Regions from separate parts of the Sus scrofa genome. Here region 1 is linked to region 2. A link is a contact called in public Hi-C data. All regions are on one chromosome and are shown on one strand. The core of a region is the stretch at or near the end of the contact, and the rest is flanking DNA. Distances in the headings are between cores, read along the strand shown.

Region 1 (3,376 bases), core at 181-2,680, 370 kb before region 2:
CCTTCGGCTGCTGCAGGGAAGGCTCAAGCCCTATCACAAGGTGTCTTTGGAGGGGTCAGAGCCTGTCAGTGAGAGGGTGGTCATGGAACATACAGGTGGCCTCATCGTCACGGGATGGCCTCCAACCTGGGAAGGTGGGCCATCGGTGTTGACCGAGACCTTGAGGTAGAGAAGTGGTGCCTCTGACAATTCAGCCACCATCAAAAGCAGGGATGGCCCCTCACTTTGCAAGCAGGACTGTGATATTCTGTTTCTTTCTTTCTTTTTTAATGGCTGCACCTGCAGCATGTGGAGGTTCCCAGACTAGGGCTCGAATTGGAGCTGTGGCTATGGCCTATACCACAGCCATGGCACCACTGGATCCAGTCGGCATCCTCCCCCTATGCACTCGGAACCAAGCAGAACTCGCTGGCACACAGTGAATTCAAAACAAAAAGCAACTAGTGTGAGACAAGGCAAAATAAGGCCAAAAAATTCTAAAAATGGCCAATTCTTTTTACTGTGATCTGGGGGCTTCTGGGAGGTCTCTGAGACCCTTTCAGGGGTTTGCAAAGTCAAAGCTATTGTCCTAATACACTAAGACGCCATTTGCCTTTTCACACACACTTCAGGAGTGGACATGGAAGGTTTCTCGAAGCTAGGGTTCTGTCATGACAGGTGGAATGCAGCCGCAGAGAGGAGGAGCCCGCTGGCTTCCAGCCAGGCATGGAAGAGATTGGCGAAAGTGTAAAACAAGGCCATTCTTCTAATTATTTTTTGTGTTGGAAAAACAGAATTATTTCTCACACAAAAAAGTTCCTGTTAACCTGTCCTAGGTTTATTATTGTCTTCAAATAATGGCTTTACATTTTCTTTTTTTTTTTTTTTTTTTTGTTGTTGTTGTTGTTATTGTTGCTATTTCTTGGGCCGCTCCCGCGGCATATGGAGGTTCCCAGGCCAGGGGTTGAATCGGAGCTGTAGCCACCGGCCTACGCCAGAGCCACAGCAACGCGGGATCCGAGCCGCGTCTGCAACCTACACCACAGCTCACGGCAATGCTGGATCATTAACCCACTGAGCAAGGGCAGGGACCGAACCCGCAACCTCATGGTTCCTAGTCGGATTCGTTAACCACTGCGCCACAACGGGAACTCCGGCTTTACATTTTCTTATTTTTGATAGCTAATACAGTAAATTGTAGCAGCTGTAACTCAAGGAAACAAAAGTTGTTGGGGCTCTTGATCATTTTTAAATGTGTAAACAGGTCCCGAGGCCAGATTGTTTGACCAGTAAGCCTGGCAGTCAAGACAGCAGGGACTCGTCCCACTCAGAGGGACTTGGCCAGGACTAGCAGGCCTGGCAGGAGTCCGGGCTCCAGGCAGAGACGGGGGAGGTGGTGATGAATGGGCAGACAATTTGGCAGCGTCTCCCCACTAGCCAAGGAAAGACCCTCCAGGCATAAAGATGGGTGTGAGGCTGACACAGAGCCTTAGAGAGGCCACTCTGTTTCCAGAAGAGTCTGGAGGGGTGGGCAGTGAAGACTTTCTGTCTCACTGATTCAGTGACACAAGGAATTCTAGAGAAGCATGTTTGGATGGAAGGAGAAGGTTTCAATAAGCAGAGGCTGAGGTGCGTGTGGGCTCCTGGTCACCCCCGACGATGTGGGAAATTGGTTTCATGTGTCCAAGGCAATCTGGATAAATGAGATGATGCATAAGAGGTAGGTCTTCAAAGTCCTCTGACAAGGGATGGGGGAGGGAGTGGTGTGGACGGGGAGTTTGGGGCTAGTAGATGCAAACACTTACATTTATTTCTTTCTTTATTCATTCACTTATTTTGCTTTTTAGGGCCACCCCTGTGTGTGGCCTGTGGAGGTTCCCAGGCCAGGGGCTGAATTGGAGCTACAGCGGCCGACCTACACCACAGCCACAACAATGCAGGATCCAAGCCAAGCCTTCGACCTCCACCACAGCTCTTGGCAACTCTGGATTCCTGACCCGCTTGGCAAGGCCAGGGATCGAGCCTCCATCCTCATGGATACTAGTCAGATTCGCCCCACGGCGCCACAACAGGAACTCCCAGACTCTTAGATTTAAAATGGATAAGCAACAAAGCCCTACGGGAGGGCACAGGGAACTATGTCCAATCTCTTGAGACAGAACATGATGGAAGGTAGCATGAGAAAAAGAATGTGTGTGTGTGTGTGTGTGTGTGTGTGTGTGTGTGTGTGTGTGGTAGACTGGGTCACTACACAGTTCAGCAGAAATTGGTACAACATTGTAAAACGACTACACTTTTGTCAGCTTAAAAAAAAAAAAAAAAGCACAATCTGAAAGTTGAGAATTAAGTTTTATCTGGGGCAAAATTAGGACGTAAGCCCCAGAGACAGCATCTCAGGCAGCCCTGAGAAACCGAGCAGGGAGCTGGGATGTATAGTTTTTGTAACAAATGAGCAGAGAGCAGGAACCAAAGAGGTTTTGTGCTCACGGAAATCATTCCTTTGACTTGCGCCTCGGCCCGTCTCCCGAGGAGGTTTCCCTGCCCTCGGGGCTCACTGGCTCTGGCCCTTGGAAGTGACTGCCTTTGCAGATGACCCGGCCATCCTTTGTTTTGTCCACGTAACTACAGCCCAGGCTGCAGCAACTCAACTCGCTCGGAAGCACCGCCCCAGAGAGGAAAGGCGGATGTCAGGATAGACGCGATACAGGTGAAAAGTGCAGCCAGGCATGCGTGTCACAGACGGTCGCTGCTGGTCTCCTGAAGGTGCCTGCTCGTCACAGGCATCGGTCATCTTTGCAGGATTTTAGTGTTTTCCTAGATCTGAGGAGATGCAAGAATTGGGCTCATAAAATCTTCTCCTAAAAATATCTGACTCTCTGAAGACCTGTTCTGCCCATTTTCCCACCGCACAAAGCGCCTCTCTCCTGAGCTCCACGCAGGGGATGCTGCGGGTCGGCAGCTGCCTCGGCTCATGATTCCCTCCCTGCAGAGGCGGATGGCAAGTGATGGCAAGTACCAGATTCCAGTTCACACCGTAATACAAAAATGTTTAAATCAAAAAAGTTCTTATCCCAAGAAAATAAAAAAGGCACTGTGTGTGATGGTGGATGTTAAGGAGATAATTTTGGTGACTGTTTTGCAGTGTAGACGTATATTGAGTCACTATGTTTACATCTGAGATGAATATAATGTTCTATGTTCATTATTTTTCACTTAAAAAGAGACGATGCTTTATTGACAGAAAGGTTGGCCTGGAGCCTTTTTGTTTGTTTGCTTTTGTTTTTATCTTTTTAGGGCCACACCTGGGACATATGGAGATTCCCAAGCTAGGGGTGGTATCGGAGCTACAGCTGCCGGCCTACACCACAGCCACAGCAACATGGGATCCAAGCCACAT
Region 2 (2,923 bases), core at 199-2,698:
GAAGGGAGAGTTATTATTTAATAGGGATAATGTTTCAATATTACAAGATATAGCAGTTCTGGAGATCTATGGCCAAGGATGTGACTATAGTTAGCTCTACTGAACTGTACACTTAAAAATGGTTATGGTGGGAAAATTTATGTTTTTTTTTCTTTTAACAGTTAAAAATATTCTGGTAAATGGAGTTCTCTTTTGGTGCAGCAGGTTAAGAAAATGGCTTTGTCACTACATTGGCTGCTGTGGGGTGGGTTTGACCCCTGGCTTGGGAACTTCCACATGCCACAGGTGTCCCCCCCCAGGATTCTGGCAAAGACCAAGAAAAAAGTGGCCAAATCTTGTTAATCCTTGGATAGGATAAGCTTCACTAGATTTTCTCTATTTCTGTGTATGCTTGCATTTTCATAATGAAAAAGAGTGGCCCCCAAAGGGTATTACATTTAGGACTTTAATGACTTGGCAGTTGCCTTGGTGACATCTGATTTATGTTGAGAATATTAAAAGCTATTTTCATAACTGTACACATAAAGCCTTAATAGATGGGCTAAAGAGTTTTTGGTAGAGGAAATAAGATTATGTTTCCAGTTTCACTGGAGAAAAAATAATAAAGGGTGGTGGAGGAGAAAATGTGCTTGGGTGATGAAAAGTCCTTTTGCTAAAGAGCAGCCAGCCTGCTTGAACTCACCATAGAACCATGCGCCCCCATCTGTGTTCTTACTGCCCAGGGCACGGGTGTGGGGGAAATACTCTCTCGTCCCTTGGCCGGTCCAGCATCACCTCTTCAATCAACTGATTCTCCCACAAGGCCATGGAACCTGAGAAGGCTGGGCTTTGTCTGAAGCCTTGGCTGTTATGGCCGGTCAGAGTCATCCGAATGTGGACCGAGTATTGCTCTAGGCACTGGGGTTAGGGTTTGAGAGGGAATGGAGAAGACAGAGCCCTGTCCTCAGGGAGCTTCTGTCCTAGAGGAGCAGTCCCCTGCAGGAAGCCAGGAGGTGGGCGCTGTTCTAAAGGAAAGCAGAACCAGGGAAGGGAGATGATGGGGGAGGAGGAGCTATTTCAGCTAGAAGGTCAGCAGAGACCTCTGCAGCCTCCATCTCCCTGGGATCTCTCTATCAAGTTGGCATCTCAAACCTTGCGTGACCTTTGCTGATTTTGCTCCCCAATCTCTTCCTTCTGCTGCCTTTCCCCTTGCTCCACAGTGACTCCACTCCCCCAGTTGCTCAAGTCAGAGAGCCTGGAGTCATCCTTCCAACATCCACAGCCCCTGCTTGGCCCAGCAGGAAACCCTGTCGGTTCTACCTTCCGGATTCCCAGAGCCCAGCCCTTCTTTTCCTCCCTTCCACCCCCACCCTGGCCCGGTCCCCACCACCTCCACCTGGACTTCAGCTGTTGCCCTCTACCTGGTCTGGGGGCTTCTGTCCCTGTTCTTTCCAGCATTGACTCTGAGCACAGCAGCCTTCAGTCTTAAGACCGACCAGCTCCTTTTCTGCCCAGCCCTGCCCTGGCTCTCATCTCACTTGAATTGAAAGCCAAAGGATCCGTGCGTTTGGTACAATTGCCTCCCTCCCTTCTGACCTTATTTTCTTCTTCCTCTTGCTCACTCTGTCAGCCACTCTGGCTTCCTTGCTGTTCCTTCAACAGACCAAGCACCCCCTTGCTTGAAAGCCACCTTGCCCGAGGGTCTCTCCTGTCCTTCAGGCCTCTATGCAAACATCATCTTACTGGAAAGATGACCTTCCCCTGATGATCTTTCAAAGCTAGCAACCCCTCCTCTCACCTCCACCGTGGTCCTTCCCAGACATTTTTTTTTTTTTTTTTTTTGGTCTTTCTAGGGCTGCACCTGCGGCACATGGAGGTTCCCAGGCTTGGGGTTGAATTGGAGCTACAGCTGCCAGCCTATGCCACAGCCAGAGGAATGCAGGATCCAAGGGCTGTGACCTACACCACAGCTCACGGCAACGCCAGATCCTTAACCCACTGAGCAAGGCCAGGAATCGAACCCCCATCCTTGGGATACTAGTCGGCTTTGTTACCACTGAGCTGCCATAGGAACTCCCAGATGTCTAGAGAATTCTTTATCTTTCTCTGTAGCACTTCTCACCACTGGCCATACTGTGTACTTATCATTTTGTTTTTTCATTTGTCTTCTCTTGTCCCCTCTCATCCTCTAACTGGAAAATAAATTGTGGGGGTGATCCTGTTGTGCCACAGGGGGGACTGCCCCATCCTTTTTGGATTTGATCTCCACCATTGCCCCCATGGTGACAGTGAAGAGTACTTCCCTCATTCGGGGAAGAAGGAAAGAACTCACTTTTCATTATGCCACAGAACCTGACACAATCTTTTGACATTTTTCCCCCCTTGCTTTTAAAGTAACTACCTAAATTTTCCATCGTGGTGCTATAGGCTGAAATGAGTCCCCACCAAATTCATATATTGAAGCCCTAAGCCTCCATGTGACTATTTTTGGAGCAGAGCCTATAAGGAGGTGATGAAGGTTAAGTGAGGTCGTAGGGTGGGGCCCTGATATGATAGGATTAGTGTCCTTTTAGGATTAGTGTCCCTTTAGGAAGTGAGCCCACAGGGAGATGGCAGCCACCTGCAAGTCAGGAAGAGGTTTCACTGGAAACTGACCACACGGGCACTGTGATCTTAGACTTCCAGCCTCCAGAATTGTGAGAAAACAACTGTCTGTTGTGAGAGGCACTCAGTCTATGGTATCCTTTGTTAGGACAGCCTGAGTCCACGAAGACATAGTGTCATATCCAATAATGAATAATTTGTCCATTTAGAAAAGGACACAACCCTATGGAATAAGCTTGGTTCTGCTTTACAAACTTGTAACAGTTCTACTGTGTCACTGCTCTTGGGTGGGAACCCCATTTTTCTTAGGCTTGGACTTCCCATCCCTTGCTTTCAAATC

Evidence for each region. A called contact is a pair of places that touch in the nucleus more often than the background predicts.
Region 1: a Hi-C map of omental adipose tissue shows a contact between it and region 2, with 10 times the contacts expected there. The contact joins two enhancer-like sites. A contact is called at or near these places in 4 of 47 Hi-C or Micro-C datasets (differentiating spermatogonia, liver, omental adipose tissue and 1 more).

The regions. Positions count from the first base shown.
Region 1 is chr8:11,157,270-11,160,645 of Sscrofa11.1, reverse strand. No RefSeq gene overlaps it. Among named protein-coding and RNA genes, the nearest start is that of FGFBP1, 30 kb to the left of the region's middle. Within about 2 kb of position 1,430, at least 5 of the 83 cell types and tissues checked have an H3K27ac peak or open chromatin away from gene starts, as enhancers often do. A contact at or near this core is called in omental adipose tissue, where this site is marked.
Region 2 is chr8:10,790,601-10,793,523 of Sscrofa11.1, reverse strand. The region is part of intron 4 of CC2D2A (coiled-coil and C2 domain-containing protein 2A); the gene reads right to left. Among named protein-coding and RNA genes, the nearest start is that of CC2D2A, 13 kb to the right of the region's middle. Within about 2 kb of position 1,448, at least 3 of the 83 cell types and tissues checked have an H3K27ac peak or open chromatin away from gene starts, as enhancers often do. A contact at or near this core is called in omental adipose tissue, where this site is marked.